Regions from separate parts of the Sus scrofa genome. Here region 2 is linked to region 1. The links are chromatin contacts, called in public Hi-C maps. All regions are on one chromosome and are shown on one strand. Each heading gives the region's core, a stretch centred on a gene start, on an enhancer-like site or on the middle of the called end of the contact. The rest is flanking DNA. Distances are from core to core; before and after follow the strand shown. Region 1 holds the start of TRPV2 (transient receptor potential cation channel subfamily V member 2). Region 2 holds the start of CENPV (centromere protein V).

Evidence for each region. A called contact is a pair of places that touch in the nucleus more often than the background predicts.
Region 2: a contact with region 1 is called in a Hi-C map of skeletal muscle, with 4 times the contacts expected there. The contact joins the promoter of CENPV here to the promoter of TRPV2 in region 1. A contact is called at or near these places in 2 of 5 promoter capture datasets (fetal liver and liver), 22 of 47 Hi-C or Micro-C datasets (adipose tissue, alveolar macrophages, blood and 12 more) and 2 of 2 datasets of contacts at active chromatin or transcription factors (alveolar macrophages and skeletal muscle).

Annotation. Positions count from the first base shown.
Region 1 is chr12:59,151,071-59,154,456 of Sscrofa11.1, forward strand. TRPV2 (transient receptor potential cation channel subfamily V member 2) reads right to left here and starts at 1,563. Exons shown (of 19, transcript XM_013980349.2): 1 at 945-1,563.
Region 2 is chr12:59,198,726-59,202,331 of Sscrofa11.1, forward strand. CENPV (centromere protein V) reads left to right here and starts at 1,316. Exons shown (of 4, transcript XM_021066287.1): 1 at 1,316-1,719. The coding sequence starts at 1,349.

The DNA.
Region 1 (3,386 bases), core at 313-2,812:
TCAGGTGGGGCCAGGACCCTCGACCTCCCACCGCAGAGGGGGCCGGCTCTGGGGGAAACCGTTGGAAAACCACTGGTCTATCAAAGCCCTCGTTTTGCCACCAGGACGGCTAGGGCTCAGAAAGGGGAAGTGACATTCCCAGGGTCCCAAGCTGTGGGCAGAGCCTGGTCTGACCTGCCCCGCCCTGCCAGGGCGTTCCTCTTCAGCTCTCAAACCCTTCGGGGCTCATCTGTGTTTTTAGACTCTGAAGGCATCCAATGCCCCCTCTCTGTGCTTTAGGGTTTCTAGGGGCTTTCAGAGCCCCTCCTGACCAGCTGCCCCTCCAGGCCCCAGGCTGGAGGGGCCAGGAGCTCAGCTCCCGGCACCAATCTCACCCTCGTGGGAGGGCTGAGACCCCAGCGCCACCACAGGGCCAGGGGTGGGGCCCCAGTGCGGGGAGGGGGAAGCCCCTGGGCCCCCAGGTGGGTAGGCAGACAGAAGGCGAGAGTCCAAGGCGGAGGCGGGGGGGAGCAGGCGGCAGAAGGGGACAGGGTGCAAAGCAGAGCTTGGGGACTGGGAGAGCGGGCGGCACGCCGGCGGGGCCGGGCCCTCTTCCGCGCAGCCCTAGCGCCCCGGGGACCCGGGTGCCGCATCCTCCCACAGAGGCGGGGGAGGCCTCATCACGGAGTTTTGACCCAGCATCTTTCTGCCCACCCCGAGGCGTCCTTCCCGGACCACAGGCCATTTAACCTGGCTGATGTCTCCCATCGCCTCACTCCTCTCCCTCCCAGCCCACCACTCCCAAGCCTGGGCAGCAACAGCTATCTGCCCTGCCCCTGCCCCTCCTGGACCCCCAACTCCACCCCCGGCCGAGAGGAAGGGTCTGGCAGGCCAGGTGGAGGGAGCCTTCACTGTCAGGTTTGGGGGCCCGGGCCTCTCCGACGCCCGCATCATCCCTGACTCACCGGCTCGGCGGAGGCGCACGGCGGCCGCGGGCGGCAGCGCTGCGGAGGAAGTGCGGCAGGAGCGGCGCGCGGCGGCTGGGAGCCAGGCGAGCCCCCCGGGGTCCCCAAGCGTTCCGCACGCTCAGCCCACCTGGCTCGCCCGCCTGGCTGCAGCGAGGTCAGATCTCCCCAGGCAGGAGCCGCTGGCCACCCGGACCACGGGCCACACCCTCCTCTGGGGAGACACGCTCCGCCTCCCACTCCTGCCCCCACACCTACTGCTTGCCACTGACGCCCCAGAACTGGGGGGGCAATCAGAGGCAACCCTTGGGTGCAGGACCCTGTCTCGGGTGGGGAGGTGCCTGTCGTGGTTTGAGGGGGAGAGGGGTCTTGCTCCATTGCACTGACCTCTGCCCCTCCCCTTCCCCACCACTTGCCTCCCAGGGGCCATGTGGCTCAGACTGGGAGCTGATGTGGACGTTCCCCCACCCCCCGGAGAGGAGGGACAGGCCAGCACCTGTCTCTAGAAATGCACCCCACCCATCCGATCTCCTGGGGCCTTCCCGCAGCCCCTAACCCCCCAGTCCCCAAGCCAGGGGCCCTGAAGGCTCCCGCCTTCCCTGAGCTAAAGGCGCTACCAGCACCAGCCAGCAGGGGCCGACAGCGAGGTCGACCTGTGCTTCTGAAACTAGACCTCCCTTCCTGGTCCTGATCAAGACGCAGACTTGGGGCTTGGGGACACAGACACCAGCCAAGTAAGTAGCATCCCCAGGTACCCTCTCTTTCCTTCACTCCTAAAATCCAGCCCAAAGGGAACCCTACACTCCCAACCTCCAATTTGTCTACCTCTCCCTGATTCAAAGCAAGATCATCGCAGAGGAGTTCCCTTCCTGGCTCAGCAGAAACGAACCCGACGAGCATCCATGAGGACGTAGGTTTGATCCCTGGCCTTGCTCAGTGGGTTAAGGAGCATTGCCATGAGCTGTGACTCGGATCTGGCGTTGCTGCGGCTGTGGTGTAGGCAGGCGGCTACAGCTCCGATTTGACTCCTAGTCCGGGAACTTTCATGTGCTGCTGGTGTTGCCCTAAAAAGACAAAACAAACACGCCCCCAAAAAACGATCATCTCTTGCAGGGGGATCACGGCCACCTCCAAGTTGGTCTCCCTGCTTCCCCCTGCCCCCACCCCAATCCATGCTCCTTACAGCAATGAGAGTGATCCTTCAAAGATGAAAACCAGGTCACCTCACCCCCCCAGTTTAACCCTCCCATCTCCAACCAGTGCCTTCCCCTGGCATTTGGGATTAAGTGCAAGCTCCATACCAACCCCTTGCAGCCCGGAGGTCCTTGCCATCCTCCACTTCCTCTTTCATTGCAACCGTGTCCTGCACGTCATGCATCAGTGCACACACCTGTGCTGCCAATATACAGCCACTAGCCACAGTGGCTATTTAAGTCAGTTGTAATAAAATTAAACGTTCAGTTCTACAGTCACTTTAGCCACCTTTCAAGCGTTCATAGTCACATGTGGCTTGTGACTCCCACCCTGGGCAGCACAGATGTAATTTTCCTTCATAGCAAAGAATTTCAGTGGGTAGCCCTTCTCTAGACATTCTGAACACACTGCAGCCTCTCCAATATGCCATGCTCTCTTCTGTAGCTTCCAAGTCTTTGCACAAGCTGTTGCATCTGACACACATACTCACTCCCTGCCCTCGCTGTCGCCAATTCCTACCCGTCCATCATCTCTATTATTATTACTATTTATTTCTGGCCGTGCCCATGGCATGTAGAATTTCCTGGGCCAGGGATCAAACCCACACCACAGTAGTGACCCAAGCCACTGCGGTGACAATGCTGATCCCTAACCCTCTGTGCCATAAGGGAACTCCAATCATCTCTCTGTTTTTTCCCTTCCTCTGGGCAGCTTCTTCCAGATCCTGGACTGGGTTAGGGATCCCCACTCTGTGTCCCATGACACTCTGTATTTCTCTGTTCATAACTCATTAGCCATTGTTAACATTTATTTAATTGGCTGGTTTCATCTTTAACAACAGCAAATACCTTCTAGGCAGTCACTGTGTGCCAGACACTGCTCAGTACCTGACATGTAACTCGCAGAGCAACCTTATTTCACAGATGAGGAAACTCAGGCTGTCCAAGGCCACACGGCTGGGAGATGACAAAGCAAGGATTCGAATCCACAGCCGTACCCTCACCCCTCGAGCTCTCCAAGAGGTGAGATCTTGCTTTTTTTGCTGCATCCTCAGCACCCAGCGGAGGGCCCAGCTCCCAGCTGGTGCTCAAGAAGACTTTGAATTACACTCACAATGCAGGGGGCATTACTGTGCTGCTGGGGGAAAATTAAAAAGGGGAGACCCTCAAGTCCTTCAGAGGTAAAACCACAGCAGTCACAATTGGGCAAATAACCCTAGCTGCAAATGATATTTATAAGAAGTTGTCA
Region 2 (3,606 bases), core at 66-2,565, 47 kb after region 1:
CAGATGCGGCTCGGATCCCTCATTGCTGAGCCTGTGGCATAGGCTAGCGGCTACAGCTCTGATTTGACCCCTAGCCTGAGAATCTCCATGTGCAGCGAGTGCAGCTCTAAAAAGCAAAAAAAAAAAAAAAAAAATGTGCTCCCCTGTGTTTTCTTTAACCTGAGAGAAACTCTCTGGAGTGCTGAAAATAGTCAATATTTAAATTGGTGGCCATTACATAAGCTGTATATTTAAGATATGTGCATTTTGCTGCATATAAACTATACCTTCAGTGAAACTCTAATCCACACAGCTAAAGCTATACTCAGAGGAAAATTTATAGTCATTAATATTTTATTACCAAATACTAAAAATAAAGGAACTATGTATTAGTTTACTAACGGTAAGGTAAAAACAAAAAGGAATGTTGACATTAAGGGAGTAGAAAACAAAAATGTAGAAAAATGAGTAAAAGAACGTTATTTCTTTGAAGATATGAATAAAATAGAGGAACAAAATAGGTTTGGAAAATACTTGGGTTCCATTAGTGGGTCTCAAGATTTTTGTCTTTAAACTTCGGTACCATGTTCAACAAAACCATCATAATGGGATTTGGTGCGGAATTCATTTATTACGTTTAAAGGATCTGCTGCCCATTGAGATTCTGAAGTCGCTGTTCTGTTTTGTTTTTAAATTTATTTTTAAAGACGTTCTATTTTATTTATTTATTTATTTTTGGCCACACTCCTGGCATGCGGATGTTCCCAGGTCAGGGACAGAACCCGCACCAGAGCAGTGACAACGCAGATCCTTAACCTGCTGAGCCAGGAGGGAATCCTAAAGATGCTGCTTTATAATCTGGCAGAAAAGTCCAAGTTTAGGATCAGTGATTGCACCTGCTGTGTGTCCCGCAGCTGCAGGTGCCCGGCCGTTTACCCAGATTAGCTCCCCATGCGCCGCGTAGCTCCTGCCAGGCAGGTGCTGTCCTCCACATGTGAGAGGTGAAGTCGTCCCGGGGTGTCTGCGCAGAAGTGGCTCTGAATTCAGGACTCAGCAGGGTAGGAAGAAGCCCTCGGGTTCGGGGCGCGGAGGCGCCTCGGCAGGTTCCCAGAGGCTCCGGGTGTCGGGGTAGGAGGGCCCAGGCGCGGTCCCACAGGGCCTGCGGGCCGGGGCGGCGCAGGTGCAGGCCCCGCGGCCGGGGGCGGGCTGGGTGCGGTGCGGCGGGGCAAGCACCGGCCGGGCGGGCGCAGCGGCCCCTGGGCTGGCGGGGCAGCGGGCGCGCGCGGGCGGCGTGGGCGCGTGGGCGCAGCGAGCGCGCGCGGAGCGGGGACGCGCGGCGGCGAGGCCTGCGCGCCAGGCTGCGGGAGCCATGCGGCGGGCGAGGAGCGGCGCGGCGGCCAAGCCACGCGGGCAGAAGCGGACCGGGGCCTCCAGGGCCCCTGCGGCCGCCGCCTCGGCCCCCGGTGCCGGCCGCGCACGGACACCCGCGGGCCAGACGGGGGGCGGGAGCCGGGCAGCGACGAGGCAGCCGTCGGCCAAGCGGCGGCCGCAGTCGTCGCCGCGGGCGCCGGAGGCGGGCCCCGGGGAGCCGCCGCCGGAGCCGCCGCTGCCCCCGCCTCCGCCCGCGGCGCCCTCGGCGTCCGAGCTGGACCTGGGCGAGCAGCGGGAGCGCTGGGAGACGTTCCAGAAGCGGCAGAGGCTCAGCTTCGAGGGCGCCGCCAAGCTGCTGCTGGACACCTAGTGAGTGCGGCGCGGCCGGGCCGGCGCCCGTAACGTCTCCCGCGGCGCTCGAGCCGCCGCACCGGCCGGACAAAGGCCGAGGCGTCCGGCCCGCGCCTGGCGCCCGAGCGGCCGGCCTTCCCGGGAAGAGGGGCGCCCGGCTGCCCCGGTCCCGGAGCCGCTTTGGGGTTTGCGCACGGGTGTGGAGAGCGGCCGGGAGGGGCGGCAGGGCCTGGGGGAGCTGGGACTGTGCGGGGACCGGGCGCCCGTTATTGTGTGCGCGTCTCGCGGGGAGGAGCGCGCGGGCCGCCGGTTCGCAACCGCCGCGGGCGGGACCTCAGGGCGGCCGAGGCGCGAGCCGTGAGCCCTAAGTTGCGGGGGTCCCGGTCTCCATGGGCCCCTGCTGCCCCGTAGAGCAGCTGTGCGGCAGGGACGTGCTTTAGCGCCCTGAGTCTCTCAGGACCCATCATTTCAAGCTGAAACCCCCCGAGAAAACAAAACAACCTAACAGTTGCGTAACAACCTGAGGATTAGTCCTTTTCTTGGACAAAAATGTCCTCTGTCCTTGCTCCATAAGAAATTCGCGTTAGGATGAGTCTTCTTCAGAGACGGAATATTTGGTTTTCCCTGTGCTTCACTCTCTCATCCATCATCTTGGACTATGAGCTGGACAATTTCTCTACAGCAGCATTTTCGAGCTCCTCAGCTGTGCCAGCTGCTGCTGAGTGGGGGCATATCAAGGTCTCAGAAGTGTACAAGGCAAACTCGAAGTAATTTTTTACTTGCGCACTGACTGACAGATGATCAAGAGAAGGATTTTTAAACGTTGACAAAAAAGGGTGGGATTTTTTTACCTATCAGATTGGCGCAAAGTTGCAGACATTTGTCAAAAAGAAACCAAAACTCGCTAAGTTAAAAATATATAACTAACTCTTCACTGTTATTGTTAAAACATTAGTGCATGGAAGAAAGTCTGGAGGCACATATAGCAAATACTTAACTGTGCAGCCCTCTGGGTGTTAGGATTTAGGAGACTTTGATTTTTAACATCGGATGTTGTAAATTGAATTTTACAGTATATATAATTATGCAGTAATTCATACTTACTGAATTTTTTACAGTAAGCATTTGGGAAAGCAGAAGAAAATTTTAATACATCAAGCTAACGGATTCAGCTGGTACAGAAACACGAAAAAGCATTCAGTCTTAATAACCCAATAAATGCAAATTAAAACTTCAGTGAGCTATTTTTCCTCTAATTATTGCTTGAGACGGCACAGTGAAATGTTTTCTCTGTGTTCAGCCCTTTCGGGAAGCAGTCTGATTTATCAAGTGTTCACGGTTAATTAAGGGCCTAACATACATGTAGTAAGTTTTAAAAGGATAAAAATTGTGCCTAAGATGTGGATAGCTCTGTGAAGAGTCATGTTTATGCAAAATACTGGAGAGGAACCTAGCAGAATCACAGGAGCCTTTTGTTCCCCTTCTCCGAAGGCTTTTCGGAACCAGCAGATGCGGTTGGGTCCCCTCGCCTTTCTTTATCAGAGCAGCCTGTACCGCCTTTATCACGGTTGTGTAAATGTTATTCCGTTAATCTGTTTGATGGCTGCGAAAGGTCAGTAAAACCCGGAGCCACGTCTGCTGTATCTTGCTTACTGCCCTCTCCCCCGCCTAGCTCGTGAAAAGAATCTCTAAGTATTTGCCGTGAAGTAAACATGCCCCGGTGGCTGGATTAGGATCTTCCACCCGCTTCTCATTTTCCATGATTTTGGAATGTCTTATTTCACAACTTAACCGAATAGAGGAAATGGAGAAAAGCGAGCTCACAGGCAGAGACGGGGCCGCGTCGTTGTATGAAGTTGACAGTGTCTCCCCAAGGGCAGGCGTGCGGCTGGGTGTCTCTGGAGG